3 separate regions of the Mus musculus genome follow, and all the other regions are linked to region 1. Evidence: chromatin contacts called from public HiChIP or PLAC-seq data. All regions are on one chromosome and are shown on one strand. The core of a region is the stretch at or near the end of the contact, and the rest is flanking DNA. Distances in the headings are between cores, read along the strand shown.

Region 1 (5,026 bases), core at 1,826-4,325:
CCCCTTCCTGGATCAAACATATACAAACCATGACAGTGAGCTTCAGAGAACTTTTGCCTTTTCTTCTTCTTCCCTCCCTCCGACCTTCCATTCTTCCCATTCTCCCTCCCTTCCTTCCTATTCGGTTCTGGCGTTGAACAATCAGCACACTAAGCATGCACATTAGCACTAACCCACACCTCAGAGTTTGGGTTTCTGTTACTTTGTTTCAGTTTGTTTCTGTTACTTTGTTTCAGTTTGAACCCCCACCCTTTTGTCTCAGGCCCCTGAGTAGCTGAAGTTACAGACCACCAAGCAGGCTCTGCTGGCTTGTAGGGTTTGTTTACACTGTATGCTGGACCATATTCAAAATGCTTCCCTAGTGTTCCTTAAGGCAGTGCTTATACTGATCCTGTGTGACAGACACAGTTTTACAGGCAGGCAAGAGAGACATCAAAGAGTTAAGTGCCGGCCTACATTCACGCAGCTGGAGAATGGTAGATCTGAATTTGAGCCAGTGGTGGCTCCAGACACAGGTTCTCCATCACCACAGCCTTGCTCTATCTCACCTAATTTCCTTGCTAGACAACCAGTCACCTCTTCCCCCCATTCATGGGGTTGGAGTTGAAGCCTGAGAGAAGGGCAGAGTGGGAGGTCCTTAAGCAAAGGCTTCGAAATTAACATATGAAAGAAGCCAGCTGGCTAAGACAAAGGCTGGCTCAGTCTAGGGGCACACTGTACCCACAAGCAAATGAGCACAAGGTACCCATGGCACATTAAAATACTAATACAGGAACGCTCCCCGGTGGTGGAGATGTGCAGTTGTGTGATGCATGAAGTTGTATGTAGAACTACACTTAACTGATGGAGCAGACCCAGGGAAGCCAATGCCCACCCCCACCCCCAAGCCTCTGCACTGTGACATGAAAGCCCCAAGCATGTGGGCATTGCCCGGAGTTGTCCTCTTTGCTCAGGACACTTAGAGATGACTATCTCCTAACAAACCGCTCCAACTGTGTGGCACCCACCCAACTCCTTGTTCCTGGAAGCCCCGCGAAGTGTCTTTTGAACCCTGGTACCCTCTGATTGATATCTGGTGGTAAGGGAAAGCCCCAGCATCAAAGCTGGGGCACAGGCTGGGGGTAAATAAACATGATCTCTATCCGGGGTGTGCTGTCACCCATGGATCCCGCCCACATCTTTCAGAGGACAGGCTAGATACATGAGGTTACCTTTCAGCCGCAATACCTGCTCGGGATGCTCCATAGCATTCTCAGCCAAGTGTGGGCCCAGCCGCCACTGTAGCTGCCTGCATCTCACCTTGAGGATTCCTGTATGAGATGGAGGAGGGAGGAAGGCAGACACTTGTCAGAAAAGTGACAGTGGATGCCGGTGGGAAGGAACGGTTGGCCTTGGTCGTATCCCTGCATGAGAGAATGTCTTACTTAGAGATTTCTTGCTGTGAAGAGACACCATGACCACTTCAACTCCTATAAAGGAAACTGTTTAACTGGGGCTGGCTTACAGTTTCAGAGGTTCAGTCCTTTATCGCTATAGCGGAGTATGGCAGCATGCAGTCATATGTGGTGCTGAAGAGTTCTACATCTTGATCCACAGTCAGCAGAAAAAGACTGTGTTCCACACATTGCTTGAGCATATGAGACCTCAAAGCCCACCTCACAGTGACACACTTCCTTCAGGGCCACACCTACTCCAACAAGGCCACAACTCCTAATAGTGCCACTCCTTATGGCCCAAGTGTTCACATACATGAGTCTATTCAAACCACCACTGGGAGACCTTAGGCCTTGGATAATAGTCTCAGCAGAGTCATCTACATGACAGGCTCTGTAATGGAGCTGCTAAGGGCTGTTCTTTTTGTTTGTTTGTTTGTTTTTGTTTTTTGAGACTGGGTTTCTCTGTGTAGCCCTGGCTGTCCTGGAACTCACTTTGTAGACCAGGCTGGCCTCGAACTCAGAAATCCGCCTGCCTCTGCCTCCCAAGTGCTGGGATTAGAGGCATGCGCCACCACTGCCCGGCTTGGACTAAGTCTTATAAGCAACTTTTTGTGCTTTGTTGTGAGACAGGGTCTCTCTGCACAGCTCTGACTTGCCCACTGAATGCTGGGATTATGGGTGTATCCCACCAACTTGGCTCTAAGTGTTTAATACCCTTAAACAGAGAGAAAGAGCCAGAGAGACAGAGAAAGAAAGAGAAAGAGAGAGAGAAAGCCATCCCCAGTTAAAGGTTCTCCTTTATAGGAGTTGCAGTGGTCATGGTGTCTCTTCACAGCAAGAAATCCCTAAGTAAGACATTCTCTCACGCAGAGAGAGAGACAGAGACAGACAGAGACAGAGAGACAGACAGACAGACAGAGAGGGTGTGTTAAAATTAGCACTGTTTCTTAGGAGAATTGCTGATGGTATCATTGCTGCTGTTCTTATTTGTGGAGTGTTAGAGATAAAAATCATTTTAGCAAGAAGTATGTTATTGAAAAAGAAATCATGAACCCCACAGGTGGAAATGAACTTCAGAGAAGCCAGAACCCCAAACCTAGAAAGCACTGGGGAGCCACTAGAGTATCTGCCCTCTCTTCTTTCCTCTTGCTCTGTATCTAATTCACTGTTCTTTCTGCAGAATTGTTTCCTCTGCATGAACAGCTCAGAAATGGTCCACAGTAGCCCCTCAGGCCTCCACAAGAGCTGTCTGCACGTTTCCCTTCTCTTGTATGCTGTCTTCTCATCCAGATATCCAAGGCAGGATTTCTATCGACTACTATTCTAGTCCCTTCAGCTAAGGGTGGGGAAGGAAAGGGTCAGAGTTCACAAACTGGGTGTCAATTTCCTATCACTGTGGGTCCCCAAGCCAGTACAGAAAAACACTGTAGACCAAGACGATGTTTCTCAAGATCTCTTCCACAGGATGAAAAGACTTTAAGCCACACGGCAGTAGCACTGCATTGGGAGGCTAGCAGACAGGACAGAGAGAAGCAAGTGTCCTGGACTAGAGCCAGGAGAGTCACCAGCTCCTGACACTGTGCACAAAAGAGCAGGTCAACAATACTGGTGCTGACTCAGCCTGAGGCTCTGCAGGGATTCGCTCTGCTTTCCACTCCCCTTCAAAGGATCTAGAGAACAAAGGCCTATTGTCCAAGGGCATTGCCCAAGGGGGCAGAGATGGTGAATTCCACCAGAGGGCACTCCTCAGAAAGACTTGGTTCACCTTTCTGGGAGCGCCCAGGATTCTCTCTTGAGAATGCTCTTTGAGCATTCAGGGTTAGCTGATCTCAGCTTCAGAGTAGAACATTGGGACCTCTGAAGTGAGAAAGAGTAGAGCAGGGTGACAGGGAGTGAGGTCATGACCTGTGACCTCTAGATGACCTATCTACATTGTGCTCTCAGGGCTCTGTGTGGTGTGAAATACCAGGTGATGCTCTTCTCCAAGAACACCCTCCTCTTTCCTGCTCTCTTCATTCTGGCTGGAGTGTTGGCTGTAGCCACTCCATGACTGCCAGGGAGCTTCAGGGACAGCTGATATGATGAGCTCCAACATTTAGTAAGGGTTTTTGCAGGAAAGCTGCTTGCAGAGTTACAGAGGATGTCAGGGAGAATGTGTGGCATTGACAGCCAGCACCTCTAAAATGGGGGAGCCAGGAAGAGGAGGGACAGGACAAGCGAGGAGCTGCCTGGGACACACAGAAAAGACCAGCATCCAAAGACTCTAAATCTCCAGGCACTGCTCCCGAGAGAGCTGCCTGAGCCACTAAGAAATGTCTTTATGACAATGAAAAGTGACCTGGTGTGTGGGTGTGCAGAGAACTCCATGCGGTCGGACAAACATTTCCCACTCTCCTCAGCCTCCCCATCCTGTTACTTGGTCCGTGGCAAATGAATGATCTGAAAACTACTGGTCCCAGCAAGGTCCAAAGTTATTTGAAGTTTCAAAGCATCATTGGACCAAAAACAGCACAAAGTGCTGCAGTAAGGAAGCTGTTGCTGGGAGAAGAAGGGATGCATGCCAACATGGCCCATGGGCTTGTTGGCTCAGTAGTGCTAAGTCAACACATTCCATAATGTGTCATGTTAACTGAAAGAAGTCTCCTTCCTGATTCTGTCTCCACTTTTCCATTAAAAAAAGCTCAGTACATGTTGGGGAAATGGTGTGGTGCCTGCCACCCCCTCTCCCTCCATCCTGTGAGGGTGGAGACTGGTCCCACTCTCCCGGCACCCTGCTTGACACTGATTATCCAGTTGCTCTACATCAGAGCTACATCCTCTCTCCTCCCTCCAATAAATGGATTCTCATCTTGGCTGTGATGATTTTGTTTCTCGATCTATTCTTCTCACAGCCCAGGGGCTTTTCTTAAGATGTAAGTAGCTGGGGAGAGGTGGTGCATACCTTTAATCCTAGCACTTGGGAGACAGAGGCAGGCAGATTTCTGAGTTTGAGTCCAGCCTAGTCTACAGTGTGAGTTCCAGGACAGCCAGGGCTAAATAGTGAGACCCTGTCTCAAAAATCAAACCAAAACAAAGACATAAGTAAGATTATACCACTTGCTTTTTCTTTATTACTTAACAACTTCACACACACACACACACACACACACACGCTACCTCCCAGAGACCATCCAACATAAACGGTGCCTGTTGATCCAGCCAATGTTCTAGAACTGAGCTCTAGAGCCTTAGCGTCTTGGTTTATTGCACTCTCTGCACATGAGAAGCACAACCTCCAAGCCTCCAGCTCCTGGATCCTCTCCTTCATTCACATCTCCAGGTCAAGAGAATTCTTCTCATATGTCTTCCCCTGACAGACACTGCAGCACAGCTCCCTCAAGTGTGCTTTCATGCCAGCTTGATTTGCACACATGTGTATGCATGCACGTGCGTGTTTGTGTATGCACGCACAAGCGTATGTCTATTAAAAATAAACACCAGCGCTAATAAACAAATATAGCAAGGCTATAGGTTCCATGGAGCAAGGACTGGGTTTGTTTGGTTCACCTCTGGAACATCTGCACCCTAGCTGGGGATCCAGGATAGAGCAG
Region 2 (5,026 bases), core at 849-3,348, 240 kb before region 1:
AACAAAAGTGCCTTGGCCAGGCGTGGTGGCACACACTTTTAATCCCAGCACTCAGGAGGCAGAGGCAGGTGGATTTCTGAGTTCGAGGCCAGCCTGGTCTACAGAGTGAGTTCCAGGACAGCCAGGGCTACACAGAGAAACCTTATCTCGAAAACCAAAAAAAAAAAAAAAAAGTGCCTCGGGCCTGTAAACCCTGGCCAAGGACAGATACTTCCTGAAATGACGGAGGCTATTGTTTATGGAAGAAGCAAGTCACGTGTTTTCACTTCCCCAAACAGGTTCAGTTGAGCCAACTACACGAATGTGCTAGATGACATGTGGGCAGGAGGTACGGAGACAGGAAATGGGTCAGGATGGTTGCTCACCCCTGATTGGATCTGATCAAAACACAATGGCCTTATGGCGTTCAGGAATAGCCTGGTCAGAGTCTATCATCCTGGCCAGTATTTAAAACGTTTGCTTTAAATTTGACTCAAAATTGTGGTAGTGGTCCTATTTTTTCCCTCGGGAGGATAAACATTTGAGGCCAGCCTGATCTACAGAATGAGTTCCAGGATACCCAGGGCTACACAGAAAAACCCTGTCCTGAGGAGGAAAAAGAAAGAAATGGTTACTTATTTGCTGGGTGGCACATGCCATTAATCTCAGAAGTCAGGAGGCAGATCTCTCAGTTAGATGTGTTGTTCCAGGAACCACGAACTCCAAAAGATCACCAAGCAGCCCTTTGCGATGTAATAGCATTAGGGTCTCTTTATTACAAGCGCAGGCTTGGGCTCTCCTCCATCCCAATCCTGACACAGCAAGGACAGAAAGGGAAGGTGGAGCGGCCTCGAACCCTCAGCAGGACAAGTTTTTATAGAAAAATAGGAGCAAGGGAGGGGGTGAGGGAGAGGGTGTCCAGTCTGGCAAGCATCTAATAGAATGGCTATAAGCTGAGAGGTGGGTGCTCTGAAATAAGGCCGTATACAAATAGCCTGAAGGTACATCTGAAACAGTCAGACTAATCTTTGATTAACTATTGATAGGAAGTAGCCAGGAAGTGTCCTCTGGCCAAGGACAAGCCGTGTGGTCCTTCCTGGTACGTGGGTACAGTCCCAAGATGGGGTAGGTTTGGTCTCTCAGATGGCCAGTCTGGCCTACTGATCAAGTTCCAAGACAGACAGGCCTACAAAGAGAAACCCTGTATTGAAAATCCAAAACAAAAGGCAAGCTTGATGGCACACTAAATTGTAAGGGCTTAGACTTTGGCTGGAACTCAGAAGAGCCCTGGGAAAAACTGAGCTCGGGTGCTTCTCAGTCTCCTCTCTGCCACCTCCCCTGACCCCTGCTCTGGAGGGCAGAGCATGGCAGAACCTACCGCTCCCTCTCCTGACCCTAAATTCTGATTCTCCCCCCCACCCCCCAAGACAGGGTTTCTGGCTGTCCTAGAACACTCCGTAGACCAGGCTGGTCTCGAACTCAGAAATCCACCTGCCTCTGCCTCCCAAGTGCTGGGATTAAAGGCATGCACAACTACTGCCAGGCTTAAATTCTGATTCTTGAGAGCTAGAACTTCACAGGCCTTGCTGTGTGTCCATTGTATTCCAACCGGCTGGGAGTGTTTCGGTCCAAATGTGGGCCGTGCTTTTGCTGTGGTTCAGACAACAGATCCCAGAAAAGAGGAGGGAGCATGGATGCTTCACTTACTGTCATACGTTGGCAGACACATGCAGAATGACCACATGCTTTCAGCTGCTACAACAGAGGAATCAACAGAGAATCTTAGAGATTTCCATCTTACTAAATGTGGAAATGGTTGGGTTTCGAACTTGGGACAAATGGCTTAGGTGGCTATAGCATATCAAAGCAGAGCTGGCCACCAGCTTCTCTCTGTAATCCTCCACCCTCTACGTGTCACAGAGCCTCCTATCAGGCATACCCTGCCTCCTATCCTGAACTCTTGGGCCTTGAGGTCTGCTCTTCCCTACATAATCCAATCATTTCTGTAACCTGCTGTCTTTGTGCCTTTGGGCCTCCTGGCTGCTGTGCCTGGCTCCTCCCACTCCCTTCTTCCTCCCCTTCCCTCTCCCCACATAGCACAGCTCAGCCTGTTCCTGTCTATTCAGCACTCTCCCGGAGGTCCCTGACTCTGGCTGTGCTCTCTCTCCCACACAGCTATAATAAACTCTCTCCTCCACCATATCTGGGAACAGTCATGTTCCTTTTCCTTTCTTATTTCTTTTCTTTCTTTTTCTTTTTTTTTTTTCCCATTCAGAGTGTGTTTCTAACTCGTCACACTCTTCCTTTTCCTGTGATGACAAGGTCGGTGTGAAGCTTTGTGTTTCGAGCTTGACAGGATCTAGATGAGCCTCAGGTCACACCTCTGAGGGATCGTCTGCCTTAGGTTAACTGAGGTAGAGCATCTGCTATGAAAAGTGACCAGGACTTGGGTCCTCCCTGCATAAAGAGAAGAAGGCTACGTGAGTATGAGTTGGTCCCCTGCATCCTGACAGTGGGTGCCTTGTGACCAGCTGCTTCAGGGTCTGACACCATGATTTATCCACCATCATGGACTGTACCCTGGAGACTAGTGAGCCCAAATCAACCCTGCCTTCATTACGATGTTTCTGTCGGAGTGTTTTACCACAGCAAGAAAATTGACTACTTCACAGCTTCTCCTCCTGTGATATCAGAAACCACTTGGTCTCCAGTAGTCTTTAGCCTTAGATGTCCTCGGTGCGAGAGTCCTTGCCTGAGGAAGCAAGCCGAAGAAACTGCATATGCGATCCCAGCGCAATCATGAAAGAAACCACATAACGTTATCTGAAAGAGCCCCCCAGCACTGCGATGGGATAGCGTGTGGGGGTTCAGCATTCTGAAAGAATGCAGAACTGAAAAGGATGACTGTAGCCCCAAAGAGAGCTAAGATGTGTGGGGCGTGACACCATTTTATTAAAATGTCTTAGATCTGCCATATTTACTCAGAATGTTAGGTGCTAGGTTCTGTGGGAAACAAGGAAAGCAGAAGGGCGCTCCCTGCCTCTAGCACTTACAGCAGAGCCCCTGTGTTCAGGTGCTGGGATAGAGAATGAAGAGAAATGCAGAGGAAGGGAAATCAATCTCTGTGGCCTTCTCGGGGTCAGGGAGGGTTTCATGTCGGGTGTGAGACAAAACTGATTCTCTGAGGACAGGCAGGTGGGCTCTGGTTGCACAGGCCTGGAATTCTAGCTACTTAGGTTGTGGCGAATTCAAGCCAGACCTAGGCTGCAAAGCAAGTTCAAGGACAGTCTTGGAAACCTAGTGAGATCCTGTCTCAAAATCATTTTTTAAAAGCCGGGGAAGGGGCTGGAGTTGGAGGTCAACGGTAAAGTACTTGCACAACATGTGAGAGGCTCTGGGTTTGATCTTCAGTACCGGTGGGGTGGGGTGGGGTAGGCTGGGAGGATGGATAACAGTAAAGTCTTCAGAAAAACGTATGATGAGAATCCACATTTAGGGTCTCAATTGTTTATTTGGTTAATTACCCATTCAGCCAATCATGAGAGTTTTACTAAGTATCCCTAGGAAGATGCTGGCATTGTTTGAAGTATACAGAGCTGAAAATGACCCCAGTCTCTTGCATGCTTAATATGAGGGTTCTTTGAAAGAATAAGTATACCTTACACATTCATTGTGACTAGGGTAGTCTGCCAACCAAATAAAACAGCAGTCATGATTTTAAAGGCTACCTGTGGCTATCTAAAGTCACGTAGAATCTAGATCATTTTTCTCTTGCTCCATTTTCCTTCCTTCTCCTCTGTCTCTGTCTCCAAAAACCCCAGCTTCGCCTCCCTTTTCCCTGTCCAATTACAGGCTTCTTGTTGTATTAACATTCAAATTGATTGGACCTGGAAAATTCTGCTACACAAAACTGCTGGGGTCCCACCCCCACATTCAGGTACTGAGATGGAGCACGGAGAGGCAGAGCAGAGGTTGATGATCTCTGGCCTTTAACCCTCTCTTGTTCTTCTGGGCCAACAGCTGATGGCTTCTGGAAATTAACTCTCTCTTGGTATTGGGGGCGGGAGTTGGGTGGGGAGGGAGGGTGCTGGTGGCAAAAGCTGACAATTAACTCCTGCTAATAGCAGCAGAGGATTAAGAAAAGAAACTTAGTTATTTGGGCTCTTTATTCTTTGACTCAGGCCTCTTGCTGTCCAGGTGAGAGGCCCAGAGATCCTTAACCAAATGAAAAGAGAGAGAGAGGGAGAGAGAGAGAGAGAGAGAGAGAGAGAGAGAGAGAGAGAGAGAGAGAGAAAGTCAGGCACACACAGAGAAGCAGAAAATGGCTATACCACCCCTTTATTGTTGTTCTTAGTTTTTAGTTTTTATACCTTCTCAGGATAATTGATCACATGGTGGTTTTTGTTTTGTTTTGTTTTGTTTTGTTTTTTGGTTTTGGTTTTTCGAGACAGGGTTTCTCTGTATAGCCCTGGCTGTCCTGGAGCTCACTTTGTAGACCAGGCTGGCCTCGAACTCAGAAATCCGCCTGCCTCTGCCTCCCGAGTGCTGGGATTAAAGGTGTGCGCCACCACGCCCGGCTGATCACATGGTTTTTAAAGCATTCTTACATTCCATAAGTTCATAGTAAGTTTAAGGCAAAATGGTTCATGTCATGGGTCGATAAGGCTTCAGGAGTTACAGTAACATTGTTTACATGTCTTTCCATTAAGACTAGTACCTGAATAAATAGTCACTATTTTATGGTTCTACAAGATCATTATAAGTTTAAAGTAATAGTTTTTATGTTCCAAGTTAGCATGGGTTTGTCAAGAGACAAATCATCTGCCTTGTGTCTTATTATTTTAATCTTGTATAGGTAAACTAGTTCATCACTTATTTTCTGTCCTTGCACCTACAATAAATTGCCCACCTCCAGTTTATGACCTTTAGTTACCAGAGAGTGGCCTCATTCTTAACCTACAAGAATGTTTTCCCTGAGTGTAAATTTGTTCCAAGCCAGTTTTCTTTTCCTAGAGCAATAAGCTCATGAACCTGAAGGTTTACAAAA
Region 3 (5,026 bases), core at 1,256-3,755, 210 kb before region 1:
TCACATTTCTGACCCCCACCTTTGAGAGGCAGAGACAGGAGGATTGCTGGAAGTACAGGCCAGCAAGTGCTAAGGGAAAGGAATTTATTCTGGACCTGCTGTCACACCACAGGCTACAAGAGTTAAAAGCATGTAACTTTTGGGTTCTTGGATCCCATCGTGGTGTTCCCTGGGAGAAGGGGAACTCCTGTGTGCTACAGAACACACTCACATGGTGTTCTCGCCTTGTCTTCTCGGGGTCCTGGGTGGCAGCACCCGACACTGGTCTTGTAGGCAGTAAGATGTGGAATTAGAGTGAGTGCCAAGCTAAGTCTCTGGCCTCAAGTGCTTCCCCAGTAAGGGGATATGGTCCAAGCTGAATGGTGGGCTCAGTCTTCTGTGTACCCCTCAGGGCTCTGGAAGGTGAGGCACACCGCGTATTGTTTGGCTTTGTGCCGGAGACGCCAGAAGAGCTACAGGTCATGCCTGGGAACATCGTCTTTGTCTTGAAGAAGGGCAGTGATAACTGGGCCACAGTCATGTTCAATGGACAGGTATGGGGGTGGGGTGGGGTGGGGTGGGTGGTTCGGGGAGATGCTAAGGGCACAGAGACAGTATCTGCTGCATCATTTGCAGAACTCCCAAAGGTCATCATCTGTGTGCTGTTTCTACCCATGGCTGCAGGCTGTTCTATGCTCTGGGTACTAATGAGTCTTTGTTTTCCCTTCTGGATTCTGGAATGTGACACTGCAGAAGGGGCTTGTCCCCTGCAACTACCTGGAGCCAGTTGAGCTTCGGATTCACCCTCAGTCGCAGCCCCAGGTACTGTCGTGCTGAGGCCTAGCCTGTTGCTCTCACCCTTCACACAACTCTCTAGAGTTGAAAGGGATGGCCTCCCTGTCATAGAAGGAAGACTCAACAGATCTGGGCCACTCAAGCTGGTATCAGATGCCCAGAGCTGAGCCTGTGTCGAGTGGAGGCAACAGTTATTCTACTGGACTGGCCTACCTCTGTTAGTCCTCCTGGTCAGGGAGACATAGGCAGCAAAGCCTAACGGTTTAGGGCTAGGTATTCCCAAGCCCGCCTCTTCACCAGGGAGAAGAGTCAGCTTGTTTGGTTGGTACAGTGCCACTGAAAAGGAAAGTAAGAGTTGGGGATGTAGCTCCAATGGGAGAGCACTCGCATAGCATGAAGCCCTGGGCTCAATCCTCAGTGCGGAACAAATCAGACGGGAAGCCATATGCTCCTAACACATGGGATGTGGAGGCAGGAGGATCAGAAGTCTGTCATCTTTAGCTACGTGGCACTCTGATGACAGACAGCCTATAGTCTCTCTTCACACTCAAGAACAGCGTGTGCTGAGTCACAGAACTGAGGTGCTTTGAAGTTGAAAATGTCCTGCCAATGGGAAATGGAATTTTCCCTTTCTCAGTACACTCCGCAGCTGAGACAGAAGCGTGCCATGTCACCTGACGCTGATGGGTTTTCAGCATGGTCGAAAAGATGGCAAAGGGTTTTGTATGTGGGCGTTAGGGTTCTTATTGCTCCTGAGAGTTAGCCTCCTTTCCTGTGTCATAGCGTTCCACTTTAGGAAGCCATTTGCATCTAGCTTCTTTCCAAGGAAACCCTCTTGTGCTTTTGTCTGACCTTTTTGTTTCCTCTTGTCACCTCCAGGAAGATACCTCTCCAGAATCCGATATTCCACCACCTCCTAATTCTAGCCCCCCAGGAAGACTCCAGTTGTCACCAGGTTGGTGGCCCCGAGGAAGGAGCTCTCTCTCTCAGATGCTTCATGAAAACAGACAGCTGTTTTCAGAGTCATTTAGGAAATTCTCGTTTCTTTTGCATACCATGCACCTTGCTTTACCTAGCATGCTCCTTGTTTTACCCAGCATGCACCTTGCTTTATGACTACATTTTTCCAGAGCCCTGTCTTGCTTGCACCATCCATCATCCCCCTGAAACATGATGGCAGTGCCCTGCCCTCACCTGCTTAGAAATGAGTGCAGGTAATGGGGCCCGCCAGTGGCCATCATCAGAGCAGTCACCAGGTGATCCTTTGCTAACTACCTAAAGCCGGTGGGAGGAAAAAGGCTGCAGCAAGCGCATTTTCACACCTCAGCTCTTGTCAAACCACTGAGTTGCACATGTCTGCAGAGCAGAGCCCCCAGGGCTTGAACAAAGGACCACTGGATGGTGTGGATGGAAGATCTTCCCAGAAGGACTTCTCATAATCTGGGGTGGGAAAATGATGACTCTTTGTTCCTGGTGAGCTTCAGCAGATGCTCCAGTAGATGACAGAGTCATCCTGCGCACGACCACCTGATGACCAAAGACTGCTTTGGTGGCCCTCCCCTGCATACTTATTTGGAAAGCTGCGAACCTACAGAGAAGTTGGAGGTGGGGTACACTGAGTGCCACAACACTTTTCACTTAAACACAGCAGCTCTGGGCCAGCCAGGTGGCTCCACAGTCAAAGACGCTTGCTGCACAGTCCTTGTGGCCTGAGTGCACTCACAGGGCCTCCATAAAACAGGAACTGGAGAATCAACACCACAAAGGAGCATGGCTTGCCTCCGTGCATGTCAGGGCGTGTGCCCTTGCATCACAAACATTTTAAATGGAAACAACCCGTCAGCTACTTACATTTTACTTCATGTATTTGGACTCTTCTCTACCCCTCCTCCCCTGAGAGCCACTTAAATATAAGTTAGAGATCCATGATCGAGCCTACCAGGATAGAAGTCCCCTGGGAACAAGCATGGCTTCTGCCTACAGAGTGCACTTCTCATCCAGAACATCTGCCCTTGATAGGTATCACCTACTCCACATGTAAATGCCTCGGTGGCCCCATCCAGTGTCCCTCATAGTTTTTTTTCTTACCTTTTCTGTCTGGAGGACACACACTGAAAAGGTTGGAGTACCAGGCTCCTAGGCCTTTGATTGATTTTAGCAAAAGTTCCCAAGGGATTCGAATAATCAGCAGCACAGAGGTTCTTCCATCCTCAGTAGTAAAGGGTCTCAGACTTCACTTATACACACTTTGCTGTGCTAACATAGTGTGCATTTCAGACCATAAACACACACAAAACAGGGCCATGAAATGGTAATCATCTTCCTGGTGCTTCTGCCTGGGGCCTGGGGTTATCACACGTCCATCTTCCCTCTGTCTGTCTTGGATCCTCCAGGGTTAGCTGGCCTTTGAGCCAGTCCCCATAGTTACCTACCTGCAGCGCCCTGGAAGCAGACACCAGCTCTGCTCACACATTTGCGCTCTCTATGCTCCTCTAGATCCACCCTGGATGTTAAAGGGTAGGGAGATGGGCACTGTGGGTGGCAGGTGCCACTATGAGTGTTCACTTACCATCTCCTTTTCCATTTAGGTCACAAGCAAAAAGAGCCCAAGGTAAGTTTTTCCTTGTTTCCAAGTGGAGATGGGTGAGCATGGCTTGTCTAGCATGAGATATCTCTTAGAATATGGACTATCAATGAAAGGGTTGAATCAGTTGCTACCTGACTCTCCATCTACACGTCATCCTAGCCCCTAGCTGAGCACATAGCTCAGTAGAAACTTCTGTCTCAGTGTGCTGGATTGGAGCCCTCTGAAAGACCTCTCAGGGAATGCAGAAATGGGCTGTTTATTAATATACAGTTGTCTACTGATTTTTTAACTTATTAGATTTATTATTAACTGGTAAAAACCAGCTGTTTATTAAACACCCCCCTTTCCCTGAGGCACTCCTGGTGCCCATACACAAAGTGGTGGAAGGCTGTGGTGGTCCAGGATGCTGTCAACAACCTCAGCCGCTAAGGTGGTCTTCCTTCCTCCTGCCTCAGGAACTGAAGCTCAGCGTGCCTATGCCTTACATGCTCAAGGTGCATTACAAATACACAGTGGTCATGGAGACGCGGCTTGGCCTCCCCTACAGCCAGCTTCGGAACATGGTGTCTAAGAAGCTGGCGCTCTCGCCAGAACACACTAAACTGAGGTAAACCCCATGAAGTCGGGAGCTGGGGATGCAGCAGGGGTGGATGATGGGGTGGGTCTTGTCTGATGCAGAGGACTGGCTATGGGATGTTTTTTGTGTTGATACTTTCTGCCTTGGTCCTTACTCATCATCCCTACCAGCTACCGGCGTCGGGACAGCCACGAGCTTCTGCTCCTGTCCGAAGAAAGCATGAAGGATGCCTGGGGCCAAGTGAAAAACTACTGCCTGACTCTGTGGTGTGAGCATACGGTGGTGAGTGGAGGGAGCCGGGACCTAAGGCCATTTTTAACATCTCCTGTATGCCACACATTGGCTTAGTGATGGGGACATTGTGGCTTACAGGCTCATCCAGTTATAGCAGGCATCAGATAGCAGTTATAGAGGACTTTGGATGAGTGGGACCCAGAAGTGCACAGCAAGCCTACGGCTGCCTTCACTAGACTGACTGGGTCAAGGACAGGCCTGAAGCTACAACAAGAAACAGGACTTCCTGGCAACCCTGAGCTCCTCAAAAGCCTGTCTCAAAATATTTTTAAGTCATTCTGAAGCTTTAGAGAGTATCAGAACTACCTAGAGCTAGCTCTTAGGAAAGCTGTCTTAGTAGGTATGAGATAGATCTTCAGCGTTTGTGCTATGGAAAAGGGGTGAATTCAATGCTGAGCTTAGTTAAGGACAGGAGAATGATCAGTAGGAATAGCCATTTGCTGTCTGGCCTGATGACTTGAGCCCGGAACCCACATAGTAGAAGAGAAGTGACTTGTGCAAGTTGTCCTCTGATCTGCCGCTCCCCCCACCCCCATATGATAAAAACTAGTTGAATTTATACCACAGACTGCCATTTATTTGTGGCTCAATATCATTTCCCAATCTGAAAAGAACAATGCCTATTCTACCCTGGGTCTGTGTAAGGTTTATTATGTAAGGCAATTTAAAGCTACATAGGGCTCTGTACACATTTTGGTTTCATTTATCCAAACATTCAGTATTCATAGAATGTGTTAGGCCTATAAGGAAGTATTGAGCATCAATTGCTTCCTTTAGTGGTTTTCAAAATTTGC

Evidence for each region. HiChIP or PLAC-seq counts read pairs in DNA pulled down with a chosen protein or histone mark.
Region 2: an H3K27ac HiChIP or PLAC-seq map of embryonic stem cells shows a contact between it and region 1, with 6 times the contacts expected there. The contact joins the promoter of Ncf2 here to the enhancer-like site in region 1. A contact is called at or near these places in 2 of 39 promoter capture datasets (cranial neural crest and stem cell-derived epiblast-like cells), 38 of 484 Hi-C or Micro-C datasets (the C2C12 cell line, the HL-1 cell line, the MNK3 cell line and 16 more), 20 of 115 datasets of contacts at active chromatin or transcription factors (cardiomyocytes, embryonic stem cells, extraembryonic endoderm stem cells and 3 more) and 1 of 9 other capture datasets (embryonic stem cells).
Region 3: an H3K27ac HiChIP or PLAC-seq map of embryonic stem cells shows a contact between it and region 1, with 5 read pairs. The contact joins two enhancer-like sites. A contact is called at or near these places in 3 of 115 datasets of contacts at active chromatin or transcription factors (embryonic stem cells and neural stem cells).

The regions. Positions count from the first base shown.
Region 1 is chr1:153,037,191-153,042,216 of GRCm38.p6, forward strand. The region is part of intron 1 of Nmnat2 (nicotinamide nucleotide adenylyltransferase 2); the gene reads left to right. Among named protein-coding and RNA genes, the nearest start is that of Nmnat2, 85 kb to the left of the region's middle. Within about 2 kb of position 3,076, at least 107 of the 459 cell types and tissues checked have an H3K27ac peak or open chromatin away from gene starts, as enhancers often do. A contact at or near this core is called in the HL-1 cell line, the MNK3 cell line, the N1E-115 cell line and 9 more, where this site is marked.
Region 2 is chr1:152,798,055-152,803,080 of GRCm38.p6, forward strand. Ncf2 (neutrophil cytosolic factor 2) reads left to right here and starts at 2,099. Exons shown (of 16, transcript NM_010877.5): 1 at 2,099-2,459.
Region 3 is chr1:152,829,961-152,834,986 of GRCm38.p6, forward strand. Ncf2 (neutrophil cytosolic factor 2) reads left to right here. Exons shown (of 16, transcript NM_010877.5): 9 at 392-533; 10 at 733-801; 11 at 1,654-1,729; 12 at 3,363-3,385; 13 at 3,817-3,968; 14 at 4,109-4,220. Among named protein-coding and RNA genes, the nearest start is that of Ncf2, 32 kb to the left of the region's middle. Within about 2 kb of position 2,506, at least 60 of the 459 cell types and tissues checked have an H3K27ac peak or open chromatin away from gene starts, as enhancers often do. A contact at or near this core is called in embryonic stem cells, where this site is marked.